Regions from separate parts of the Zea mays genome. Here all the other regions are linked to region 1. A link is a contact called in public Hi-C data. All regions are on one chromosome and are shown on one strand. The core of a region is the stretch at or near the end of the contact, and the rest is flanking DNA. Distances in the headings are between cores, read along the strand shown.

The links. A called contact is a pair of places that touch in the nucleus more often than the background predicts.
Region 2: a contact with region 1 is called in a Hi-C map of leaf, with 5 times the contacts expected there. The contact joins the promoter of LOC100193503 here to the promoter of LOC100193940 in region 1. A contact is called at or near these places in 2 of 25 Hi-C or Micro-C datasets (leaf and tassel).
Region 3: a contact with region 1 is called in a Hi-C map of leaf, with 5 times the contacts expected there. The contact joins the promoter of LOC100384536 here to the promoter of LOC100193940 in region 1. A contact is called at or near these places in 3 of 25 Hi-C or Micro-C datasets (ear, leaf and tassel).

What each region holds. Positions count from the first base shown.
Region 1 is chr1:12,040,272-12,044,804 of Zm-B73-REFERENCE-NAM-5.0, reverse strand. It overlaps LOC100193940 (high-affinity nickel-transport family protein), which reads left to right and starts at 2,576. Exons shown (of 2, transcript NM_001399097.1): 1 at 2,576-2,972. The coding sequence starts at 2,721. It also overlaps the pseudogene LOC111590666.
Region 2 is chr1:12,229,185-12,233,717 of Zm-B73-REFERENCE-NAM-5.0, reverse strand. LOC100193503 (DEAD-box ATP-dependent RNA helicase 38) reads right to left here and starts at 2,344. Exons shown (of 8, transcript NM_001138616.1): 1 at 1,971-2,344; 2 at 1,543-1,836; 3 at 1,225-1,452; 4 at 120-185. The coding sequence starts at 2,234.
Region 3 is chr1:12,182,431-12,186,963 of Zm-B73-REFERENCE-NAM-5.0, reverse strand. LOC100384536 (Protein RRP6-like 2) reads right to left here and starts at 2,569. Exons shown (of 14, transcript NM_001177054.1): 1 at 2,032-2,569; 2 at 1,247-1,402; 3 at 551-709; 4 at 395-478; 5 at 179-258; 6 at 23-73. The coding sequence starts at 2,397.

The DNA.
Region 1 (4,533 bases), core at 1,327-3,826:
TTGAGTGGTGCCAGACAGCTGCCCCATCCACACAGCACATACGCATGGCGTGGCGTGGCGCTTGGCACTTTTGGCACGTCCTGGAATGGAGGTTGTGGTGTGTCCTACCCAAACGGGTACATGGCTAGTGCGTTCGTGTACCTATGGCCTCAGGGCGACCTCACGACGGACATACAGTAAGTTCACAGTCACGCTCACACACGCACGACGAGCATGGTGGTTACTGCCGCTCATCGCGTGCTTGCTTCACCGGACGTCCGGATCGGACGCTCTCAAACTGTCAAACGGCAGGCAACACCAGCCCAGCCCAGCCCACTCCCACCGCGGCCCCCGCCCCCGCCACCGCGGCCATGCTCACCTGACTACCCCACGGGCTCCCACGCCAAAAAAAAAAAAAATCCCCCAAAACTAGCCCAACCGCCCATTCTAGGCTGCCCGCTGGGCTTCAGGACGCGACTCCAGTCCAGTCGGTCATTCGACTCTATATATGGTCCATTTGAAATTTGCTTAAGATTTCTATTTATAAGTATAGAGTATAAAACTAGTAGATGGATATACACCTGCTAGATTGATGTTACTATGATTTTGAAATCAACGACGTTCAAATTCTTATTTATACATAATTTTACCTTTTTACCGTTTAAATGTTTGAAAGCACAATGATTGCAGAAACATGCTTTATATAGTAGAGATAGACCCTTGGGTTTTTGCTCATATTATGTATATAAATACTTAATATAAACCTCCACTTGACTGAAGATGAGTTTTTTTAAGGAGGACAATCTATCGATCACTGAACGTCGTGGTTGCCGATTTAAAACACATTTTTCATGAGTATCACTAACTTCTTCTCTAACTAGTCCAATACATGTACATGTATTGTAACGACACATACTCATATTTAATACATATAAAAATAAATTTTATATCAAAGCGAATATATGGTCCACATATTAGATATTAAACCGATAAAAACAAATACTACAATTTACCTTAGCCAAAAGGGCAGCAAAAGTATGAGTAAAAAAAATCCGACCTCACGATCCATCCGTGGTGTAACAGTTCATTGGTAGGCGCGATGAAGAGAAGTATTCGACCATTGATTTTTTCTTTCTCTTTCTCTTCTTAAAATCTATGAGAAAGAAGGCACACATACAATATAACTTATAACTTATTAGTTCCCACATCGTTAACCTATAGAAAGAGGGCTAAATTTAGTCTAACAAATAAGTCAAGTCGCTTGCGTCGGTTTATATAGGTTCAATGACTTGGCTTTGACTAGCTAGGCGTCCCAGACGATCTTCCGTATCATCTCAGCTATAGTATTCGTCATCTTAATTAAATACCTAGCCCAGCTCTTCTAGCACGATCCTTATCCTGTGCTGATTGAGCTCTCACTCAGTGGCAAAATTACATATTCACGTGTGTTTCGTCCCCATCTCTCTCTAAGCTACACATACGAGAGAAAAAAATTCTCTCTCTCTATCTATCTCTATTTTTTAAAACTAAATATTGGGATACGTAACCAGTTTTGTGCAGCTAATTTCTTTGTGCACAAAACTTTATTGGTCCTGATTTGGTTGGTGGCTGAAAAGTGAGCAAGCTATGGTTTCAGCTACCGTTCGGTTTGCTACTAAATTTTTCTTGTGGCTTTACCTCTTATGTTTAGCTTGCCACGTTTATTTTTTTTGCAAGTATCTGTATTCATCTTAAAATGCTTGCTAATTTTTGGCATGACAAACTTTAATAGCAGAAGCAAACTTAAGTTGTTGCGTTACACTTCCGGAACCCAATACACAGCGCATCTGAGCCACCAGCGCGCTTGCATGCGCCAAAGCGGTGGACATGCGTCGCCAAAGCGGTTGAAATTTGCTTAAGATTTCTATTTATAAGTATAGAGTATAAAACACGTAGATGGATATACACCTGCTAGATTGGTGTTAATATGATTTTGAAATCAACGACGTTCAAATTCCTATTTATACATAATTTTACCTTTTTACCGTTTAAATGTTTGAAAGCACAATGATTGCAGAAACATGCTTTATATATTAGAGATAGACCCCTTGGGTTTTTGCTCATATATGTATAAATACTTAATATAAACCTCCACTTGACTGAAGATGAGTTTTTTTAAGGAGGACAATCTATATCTATCGATCACTGAAGATGAGTTTTTTTAAGGAGAAACAATTCGGTTAGAAATCAAGGACACAACCGACCGAGGCCTTTAAGTTGTTGCGTTACACTTCCGGAACCCAATACACAGCGCATCCGTACGAAAGGCAGGCCGCCAGACCGCCAGACCGCCAGAAGTCGTTCCGGCGGAACGGAATCACATCGACGTCCGCCCCTCGTGCTCGTGGTAGAACAGTTCGCCACGATAAATAAGGTCGGTGAAACAGCAACGTGCGCGCCGCACCGCCACCACCACCAGTGCAGGCTGCAGCAGCCAGAGCCAGCCCCCACCCCCAACCAACCACCGCACTCAAAGCGGGCGCAGGCGCAGTCGCCGTGCCGCGTGAAGCCAAAGCCCATCTATCCAACCAACCGCGTCGGGGCTCCGTAGTCCGTTGTTGAGTTTCCGCTCCTCGCCCTCGGTCGCCGAGTCCAACAGGGAGGGGGAGGAGGAGCGGCTGCGCTCGCAATCCATTCCATACCATTCTCCCTAGTCTCCCGGACTCTCCCTCCCTCCCTAATCTTCTCGTCCGTCGTCTCCCATGGAACGGCTCATCTCCACGCCCGCCGCCTCCCCGACCCAAACCCGGATCCGGGGACCCCTTTCCCTCCCCTCTCGGCTCCCCGCGGCCGCGGCATGGCCGCGGCTGCGCTGCCGGCCCGGCGCGATCGCGCTGGCGTCGCCGCTGCGCCACGAGGCTCTCTCCGCCGCACCGGAGGAGGCGCGGAGCCAGCCGCCGCCACCGGCTGCCGTCGGCAGCCCGTGGGAGCTTCTCGGGAGTCTGCTCCCAAAGGTGATAGGATTTTTTTACTTCCCCCCCACCCCCCCTTTTTTTTGTCTCCACGTCTACGAGTGCAAATATTTAGGTTCTTATCTAATAAGATAGGGTACTGCCATGTTCCGAGATACGTAAGTGCTGGCGCATGGCTGGATGTTGGCGTAGTTCAGTTGACTGTGTTGTGTAGGCAATTCATGTCTGCCATGCTACTTTTCGGGATCAGGGACAAGGAGCATGCCGAGTGCCGCGCATGCCTGGCTGCCAGCATTAGCTTGCTAGCGTCTGAATAGGCTATACGGAAGTGTTCAAGTAGTTTGCTTGGCACAAGACTGAACTTCACCATTTCTAAAGTGAAAATGATGTAATTCGGCTGCTGTAACTGTAACCCCTGATATAAAGGGACAACTGAATGTTATTAGACGAGACTAGGGAATAGCATGCCATACTGTTAGAACTCGGTAGCAGTTGGAATCAGAATTGGGGATAGGTAGCAAGGACAAGGCTGGATTCTAGACGATTCTGTTGCAAACAAGTGGACTGAATACAAGTTTCTGAATACCCCTTCCACAAGAAGAGGGTTTTTACTTGCCAACGATCACGGCGCAACAAATCCAACACTTGATGGAGATGGACCAGATGTTCCTCCAAGGAGCGGCTGTAGATAAGGACATCATTAAAGTAAACTAAGACACATGTCCGCAGCAGCGGCGCCAACGTAGTGTTCATCGCCTTTTGAAACGTAGTCAGGCAACCGTCAAACCAAAAGCCATGGCCCAAAATTCATAGTGGGTCTGAAACGTGGTCTTAAACTCCCCACCTAGCAACAGCTGAATCTGATGGTAACCAGTTATTAATTCCAAACAGAAAAAATAGGAAGCATGGGTTAACTCATCGAGCAGCTCTTCAATGGATATTTAGCCTTGGTTGTCATAGCATTGAGGTGGTGGAAGTCCACACAGAACTGAAATGAACCATCCTCCTTCGCGCTAAGCACCGAGGAAGAAAACAGGTTGTAACTTGGCTGAATGATCCCCGAGAGAAGCATCTCAGTAACTTGATGCTCAATCTCATCCTTGACAGCTGGTGGGTACTGGTAAGGCTTGATGTTCACCAGATAGGCCCTGGAAGGAGCAGAATGGCATGGTCGCAATGGGGAGCAGGAGGGTACCCTGAAGGCGGCTCAAACACAGTCTGAAACTCGGCCAAAACAGCTGAAACGGCCTGATGCAGTGGCGCCGGTTCACCAACAGTACGTTCTGACAGTACCACAGCCACCTGAACAACTGAACCAACTGGCAATTCAGGTAACTCGCGCTGCAACAGAGATGTGTTTGCCCATAAGCAATCCGCAGCCACTTGTGGTTCCAATCCACTTGCATAGGACTATGCAAAGATAGCCAATCCATGCCCACAATAATGCCGTTCAAAGGCAATGGCAGCACCTTGAAATCAAAGACAAAGCAATAATCCTGAACTTCCCAAGGTAACTGAAGAAATTCAACAGAACAAGCCACTGAACTGCCGTTGGTGACCTTCACCAGAATTGGTGGACTGAAAGTTGTGCCACCCGGTAGCT
Region 2 (4,533 bases), core at 1,095-3,594, 190 kb before region 1:
ATCATTAGGAAAAAGGTTGTTCCCTAGGTCAATATCGTTTCTCACAACACCTCCCAGATATCCTCTTAGCAAGCTTTTTAATGTGATAAGAAAAAAGTTAAGAGGCAAAAGAAAATTACCTGACAACCACCAGCGCTTCTTTGTATATCCCTCATCATCCTTTCAGAATCACTCCTAAAGCCATCCTGCAAGAAGAAATTCACCACTGTGAGAAAACAACTTATGAATTTACCAAGGCTAGCTTACATGATAAATAAGCTGCATGGTCATGAACAATGTCCTGAGAAACTAAGCACAGCTCCAGTTATAAAAAGAACTATCATGCCAGAAATGAAGTAGAAGACAAAGAAATCAGTTGTTTGGCAGAAATCCTTTTTTATTCTAGCATAAAATATGGAAAGTCCAAAATCATTCTAGCAATAAGGATATAGAAATCCTTTTTTTCTTCTTTTTAGTGTACATAGGAAATAGAATGTACTGCATGCTACTAGACAAAAAGTTGTTTTGTAGCAATGTAGTATACCATATGCATTGCTTGGGGTTGTAAAAGGTTAAAAAACAAATCATTACTTTGTGTTGCTAATTACTCCCTCTGTTCCAAATTATAAGACATTTTGACATTTCTAGATACATGGTTTTCACTAAATATCTAGACATAATGTATATATAGGTGCGTACTAAAAGCTATGAATCTAGAAAACCCAAAATGTCCTATAATTCGGAACAGGAGTAGAATTCATCTAATGGTTTGCGTCTAGACATGATGAAAATAGCACATCCATATTGTGAGGACACATCAACAATATCTGTTTGAAGTTTGGGAAAGGCATAACATCACAGAAAGTACCAATCATTGTATACAAGTGCATAACTTTCCTCTACTCTTGTTAAGAATCACTTAATCAGTTGGTTGTGATGTGATAGCCAAGCACAGTCAGAGAAGCTTACTATGCTTCTTGATACATTGCTCCTTACAGCATTATAGTAACCTCCCAAATACCCTATGCATAATTATGATAACAAAACAAGAATGGAACTCAAACATGAATAACTTTCCTCTACTCTTTTTAATAATCACTTAATCAGTCGGTTGTGATGTGATAGCCAAGCACAGTCAGAGCAACTTAGTATGCTTCTTGATACATTGCTCCTTGCAGCATTATAGTAACTCAAATACCCTAGGAATTATTATGATAACAAAACAAGAATGAAACTCAAACATACCTCAGCAAGCATATGATCTGCCTCATCAAACACAAGTATCTTGATGTCCCTTGTGGCCAGCTTCTTATGGGTAATCCATTTGATGAGCGTACCAGATGTGCCGATAACGATCTGGTCAGTGATCGGAGCCATTTTCGAGATCGGCATGTAGTCTTTTTGAGCTGGCGGGATTGCACAGGCGCATGTAATGCCAGTAAACTTGCCCATCCTCATGAGAACTGCCTTATTCTGCAGAGTTGGATGAAGCAAACTCAGCACTATTAACAACAGAGGTTACCCATATGATGCGAGAGCATAGTATAAGAACGGTGATTCGACCTGCTGCGCAAGCTCCCTGGTGGGGCAAATGCAGATAGCCTGGGGTATCTTGCGTTGCGGGTCGACGCGGCTGAGCATGCCGAGGACGAAACAGGTGGTCTTGCCAGAGCCGTTGTGCGCCTGCGCGACGAGGTCCTTGTAGGGCGGCGTGAGGATCATGGGCAGGGTGATCGCCTGGATCTTGCTCGGGCGGCTGAACCCCATCTCGTCGTGCAGCCCCTTAAGCAGCTCGGGCGACAGCTTCAGATCCTCGAACGTGGTGGCCGACTCGTACACCGTGCCACCCGAAATCACCTGGAGCGCAGCCAAATCGAAATTACATCAGTCAATCAGCAGCCCGAGGCCAGCGAGACTGGCTAGGGCTAGTGTCAGCGTCGGCGCTGGTGCCACCGCCGGCGGAAGTGGGGGGGAGGGGAACGGGATCGTACGGCTTGGATTTGCGAGTCGTCGGAGTCATCGAGGAGGGGCGGGCCCTCTTCGCCTGCGGCGTCGTCCACCGACGGGGCGAGGGAGAGCGCCTCGATCTGCTTGGCCTGCTCCTCCACCGCCGGCTCGGTGATGGAGGAGGAAGAGGACGCCGCGGCGGCCGCCGCCGCCGCTTCGGCTGCCGCGGTCGCCTTAGCCTTGGCCTCCTCCTCCTCTTCGACGTCGGCCCATGACTTCTTCTCCGGGGACGCCGCCTTGTCGGCCATCGCGCCGCGCGCTGGCAGATCGAGACTCGACAGCAATCAGGAGTGGTGACTGGTGAGTGGAGGAGAAACGGAGAGGAAGCAGAGAGGGCTAGTGGGTTCGTGTTTTTTTTTCTCCACTCTTGATTTGTCAAGGGTTTATATGCGTGCTAGAGCAGTTTAGCTTAGCTTTCAAGCGGACTGCCTCCGTGTCACCGTGTGTTCTCTGCTTGCGATTTACGCAGCGGGCAGCGGTTAATCCGCGCTCTCGTTGGGCCACGCCCACTTTGGCGGCGGCCGTTTGAGGATGGAGTGTGGACCGGGCCTCAGAATGGGAAGAGAGTTAGCGGCCGGTGACGTGGGTCGGGCCGTAGGAGCATGATGAGAACTAGTAGAACAATTGCATCCTATCCTTCGCGTTTAGCTCTTTTCATAAAATAATTATGTTTGGACTTCTGAAAAACTAATCTATCTTTAAATCCTGTAAATCAGCCTAAGAATTATAGCATCGAGATTACACGTTTCGATCCTATCCTGTCCATCGCGTTTTTTTATTTTAGCTCCTTTTCAATAAAAAAATTATGTTTGGACTTATGAAAAACTAATCTATCTCTAAACTCTGAAAAACTAATTTATCAACACAATTCCAGATTTTATTCAAGTCAAGGAATATTTTGACGTTCTGTTCCTAGATGAAACGAAATACTTAGAATATAATATTCTAATTAATTCCTATTATACAAGAAAAGGTCCAGATAGACTGAACAAAAAGGGCTTCATTTCTATTTTCCAATTTGGAAAATCACATATTTGTTTCCTTTGTATGAACAGAAAAATACAATGACTTAAAGAAGTTTCTATCACAAACTTTGTACCACGCATATTACTTAGAACAACGGGGAAAGTAGGATAAGCAAGAATAAAAAAATATTCTTCAGAATAGCGGTATATAAAATTAATAAGAAATGCAAAATGAAGAAAAGGTCACCTAATCTCACCTATTTCTATACCATAAAGAACCAGAGATTTAAACACTTTTTTGAATCAGCCTATGATCTATAACATGGAGATTACACATTCAGCCTTCAGGGCAATGCCACTGTTAGCATGGAGACGGTGGTTGTGACATGGCGGGACCTTATGCCAAGATCTACAACACTAAGGTTGGTATCAAAGATTTGTGGTACTAATCTCGGTACAATAGATCGTAGCATCAACCTCGATGCCACATATCCTCTGCTTCGACCTTAACCGTGCGCTGCTCTCCTCCACCAACCATGATGTCATGGTGAAAGATCTATGTGTGATTTTGTTAATTATGACAATTAGTAGATTAAAAACATCTTCAGCAGGCCGTGTAAAAGACCGTGCAAAATACTATTTTACACTGTAAATTGCATTATTTACAAAATAAACTTTAAAATAGAAAGTAAGATAGAAAGTATAACAGGAAGTCTAGTTTAATGTTTCAATGTCGTATTTTGTCTAGGTTTACTGTGCTGCTGTCGTCCTACTTTACAACTAGCTGTACGACAGTACCAAAAGGGCAACGCTTTCTCGAATGACCATATAGGGTACCAACAGACAAGAACATGCTGCTATCCTGATTTGTCCTAATTATTAAGTCAAGCATAATCCTGTCATTTTTTGCATTACCAGCTGTTACGCTTTTGCTTTGCCCTATGTGGTTGTGACATGTAAATGTAATGTCCACCAAGCGTGCAATTTGAAACTTGATCACACTGCATATATGTTCGTGTGTTTTTGGTATCGGCTTAGAGAACCTGTTGGGACTCTAAGAGTGTGTTTGGTTTAAGGAATGAAGTGACTCATCTTCTTCTCACTCTTCACGTTTTTATTTGGTTTGAAGAATAGAATGATTTGATCCATCACCACCCCATTCCTTTAGTATATATATGAGGAGTTGGTTGATTCCACCAAAATTGATAAAATAAACTTATGATACATCATCTCATGAAGTATTGGACGACTCCACAAACCAAACACACTATAAATAAATCTTTTAAAATTACTTACTTTGTCCTAAAATATAGTTCTTCCAAGATCTTTTTTCCTGTCCACGTTCAAATAAATGATAACGTATATATAATTTAAAACAAATTATATTTCGGGACAGACTAACATACAGTGTTGTGTGGGTTTCCTCATTTTTAATCAGGAATCCAAAATGCTACAAACATGAAAGTCGAACTGCAGAGGCAGAATGCATTATAATGCCAAGGAGAATATCGGCAGTCTCAGCAATTCGCGGTGTAAAGTGCAAACACACTTCAGCTTCTGAGTTGCAGCTGCAAAGTGCAAA
Region 3 (4,533 bases), core at 1,320-3,819, 140 kb before region 1:
GAATAGGGTATATGCACAATACTTGATCATTTCATCAGGAAGTGGTCTCGACCTCCAGTCTGCATTTTGATACCTACAAGAAAAAGGCATGCCTTAATCAGAGAAAAGAAAGTCCCATTGTAGATACAAGGGAGGTCAGAGTGGATCTTTGTAAATTATTTATTGGATAGAGCCTTACTCCTTCTTTGCTGTTACTCCACAAAAATGAAGCAATAGGTGCTCAAGGCTGTTTCTCTCCATCTGTAAGACCCTTGAAGCCTGATTATCGTTAGAAAGAAAAGCAATCTTCAGTCTATTAAACATAAATAGGAGGGTTTCCAGGAAGAATAAAGAAATAAGAAAATTGGGTGGCAGAATCAGAATCATGGTATTATTGACCCTAATTTACACATACCTGTCCTGTGTCAAAAAGATTGCACACATAGATGTGGAAGTCCCGCTGGAGCCACATTATATCACGATCCGCACCATGCATTACCTATTTGACCAAGGACGAATGAAAACCAGAAATTCGAGTACATAGAGGCATTATTTTGTAGTTTTTAAAAACCTTTCTCTTTGTTGGATCTTTGAAAGGCTCTTGCAAATAGAGACCAATGTATATGCGTAGCTTAAGAGTGTCCACAATAAAGTCTTCTGTTCTTGTTGAAATCTGCATCAAGCAGGTCAAGCCCTGAAATGACCTATATTGATTATGCTCCAGATCTACCTGAAAATGGAGCAAAAAAATTATAGAGGCAATCATTAAATTGCTAGTATCATGAAGTCCATGGAATTTATTCTATTGCATGTCAGATAGCCTAGAACATAAAAGGGCGTAAAACTCATTCTATAAGATGAAGAAACAAAACATAGGAGGTATCTTGTTTATATAACAACCAAAGTTGCACTATATTGTTCATGTCAAACAGTCACAAAAGTAATCTAGCTTAAGAACTTTTCGATAGTGCTAGTATAAATACTGTCAGGTCCAATGCACATTCCACAACCACTAACATATAGCAGTATTACACATGTAACTAAAACATTTTTCGAGAACTGTGGTGATATGTGTGCATGAAATATGCCTCGCAAGGGCAAAAACCTGCAGGGAAGGCATGCTGACAGTTCTTTCAGATAAAAAATGTATGCAGCACAGGGAAAAAATACTTGACAGATGAACTTCAGTATTCAGTATCAACATAAGAGGCATCTAAGTATCATAGATTCATTTGATAAAACAAAAACATTAGTTACAAATGCTTACAGCAAATTCAGTTACGCTCTTCAACTTCTTAGCTAATTCTGTTAAGCCTTTGTGATCTTGAACCAGCGTAAATGGTGTATCCTCTAAATCAGCTGGCTTCACTGGTTCTCTGTCAGGAACATTTCTGTCAACGAACTGTTCAACAGGCAGGTTTTCCTGCAACAAAAAACAAGTGAAAACTCATAAATGGATACGGATGCAAGGAAATCATGACACTGACAAAAATATACAGAAGATAAACACTAGACTTAGAGCAGGCCTATGTTTTTTAAAAGAAAAACACCACACTGATTTTATTTTCACCTGTTAGTATGGTACATATCGTTGTGCATGAAAAGACTACCTTCATCTTTGAAAATACCAACATGCATACTAATTCTCCCATATCAACATGCCTATGATTCACTGTTGTTTGTCAAAAGCAGGTAATATCCTTGCAAAAATGTGTTACACATTTCCTCTTCCATTTATACACTCGATCACATGCTATCCTAAAACCATCTTCCGATGTTCTGTTGAAATTTTACCCCCCGTAAATACAGCAATCAGATTATTTGTACTCATTCCGTGTCTCATAAACTTTGGGCACCATCTGCCCAACACATCCAGTTTAAACACACCAAACGATGGGGAACGGCAACAGTAGTATTTGATTCAACAAGTGTTACTATTTTACCCAAGCCATTTCCATGTCTTACACATCGATCAATGAGTTTATAGCTCCTCCATTCCGTTAGAACTCGCCAAAACATAGAGAAGTGGCAACAGGATAGTGTATCACTGACCAGCGGGTGAACACGTCGGGTGCCGTCTTCGCTGCGCTCCAGCCAGACATGCTCGAATGGCTTGTAGTTATCCACTCTGATTTTGTATACGTCCTGCGGCCGGGGAATGCTTGGATCGTGGAAAGGCACCTTGGCCTTGGCCCCCGGCGCCGGCGCGGCTCCCTTCTCCCTGGTCAACGCCCGCACTGGCCCGGCGCCAGCGCCAGAGCCAGAGCCAGCAGTCCCGCAGTCCTGGCCGCTGGCCGCCCTCTTCTTCTTCTTGCCATGGATCACGAGCTGGAACCCATCCCCGGCCTCCTCGGCGCCGCCAGCCTCGCGGCCCGACGCCGCATCCTCCCTGCCCCTCACTTTCTCGGGCTCGTCCATGGCGGAACAGCCGCGGCAAGCGAGCGGGGTGTCGTCGAGGTCCGCGAGCGGGCCGCGCGCATCCGTGGCGACCGTGGGCGAGCGCGCGGCGGCCCCGCGGTGCTTGGGGTGGGTGGGTGGGGAGCTAGGGTTTTGGCGTTTGGGCGCGGGCGCCCCGCGGCCTCGCCGCGGGGTGTGGAATTGAGGTGGGGGGCGGACCGGGGGCGGGGAGGAGCGTGGGAAGGAACGGCTGGCGGTTTCAACTGCGGGCCCGGCCCGGGCCCTCCTGCAGCTGTCGCTTATATTGACGGCGGTGGAGGTTTGATGTGATGGTGTCCGGCTGTCCGCGGCTCCGCTGCTCAGGCGGTACTCGTGATGAAAGTTGAGTGGCCGTGTTCATCAGCTGCTCGTGCGTCGGCGGGCCAAAGCCTCTAGATCGGCGCCTGGGTGGCGCGTCAACCTAAAGAAATTGTCCTCGGTCTCAAAGTTGATCCGTACTCGTTAAGCTTTCTCAATTTTAACTAGGTGAGTGCCTGTGCGTTGCAACGGGAATATGTAATACAACAATACCCTATATACAAATGTGTATTATAATGTTATAAGAAAAAGTTTCGTAATCCATTTGTGATTCTAGCCATACATAATTTTTTATATTTTAATCTACCTATTTCATCACTATATTGGAACCATCAATACCATGCAAACTTCTATATATGATAGTACAATGCATCACTTTTGTACAAAAAAGACTATCAACAGTTGGCCAAAAGTAAAACAACCTCAACACGGAAAATCTTTAAACATTGTCTGTGCTCAACATTAAACCTGGTATCTGCACAAATACCATCTGCGTGTAACAATTGAACACTGAGGCGTCAAATCTCGCTAGGCTTCGAAACAAGGTGTAGTGACCATCTTCAATGATTGGGTCAACTGCACGTGCTGGGTCATACCTTGTTAGGTGTGTTAAGGATGAACTGGTAACAGGACGAAGCTCCCAATACATATCCAACATATATTTCACGAGCCTACTGTTCTGAAAATGCTCTTTGTGCGAGGTGACCTTATTGCTATGGTTGAAATTGTCTTGCATGCAGCCTTTAATACCCCACCATGCACCATCCTTTCAACATAGATCATCTATCTCCACAGCCTTCTCCTAGAACTTCTGTTTGAATCTTTATCTTGCCTCATCACTATCCCGAAAGCAGCTATGCCCACCACCTGAAAGCCTCATCACTGTCCCATCCTCTCTGTGATGCGATCATTTTGTTTAAACAATTTCTTTTTGGAAAACAGATTTGACATACAAACTGAAGCAGTCCATATGTGTGGTGTGGCCCTGCACACTGAACATTGTTGATTAGTTGCCTCCTGCTCATATCAAATTACAAGCAACCACGACAGATCAAACCAATTAAAGCAAAATGTTCCTCATCCTATTGAGCTGGTGATGAAAAATCTGCAGGAAAGCAATTAGTTAAGACATGTTCTACATAAAGAACTGACTGCACATATGTTTTATCAACAAAGAAGATGTTATACAGTAACTGAGTATTCATAATATCAATAGATAAGAAAGGATAATAAAGAGTAGAGATAGAAAAGGATTATAGGTAATCATTGAAATAGAAAAGGGACGATGATGAATAAGGGGGAAATGTGTTATAAGTAGATCAATCTCTAATTCTTAGAAAGTGGTATTGACAGAAGTTACCTACTGAAGTGCATATTACAAGCATGAATTGGCAAGATATATTGTTAAGAGAAGATACATGATCCTATTCTCCTTCAAATGGATATTATACTTGTATAATAAATACGATCCGGATACAAGTGTTCGCCATGGATTAAAAAACAAGAAATATGTGTGCTTATGTAGTGACAGTATATCATATATCAAAGAGGTAAGGACACTCAAAGGGAGTATCACAAACCATAGTTTTAGTTATTCTAAAATTCTTGCAAGTTATTTTAAACACACTTCTTCAACACCTACAATGCAAAGCAAGCATATCAAACATAAACAAATATTCAAATCTCCAAGCAGCTATCAGATCCAGGAAGTCAACTGGACTAAATAAGATAAGTATAGAATTTACCTTAAGGACTAAAACCTTCGATTCAAAATCTGAAATAGGTGAAGAACAGAAGGCA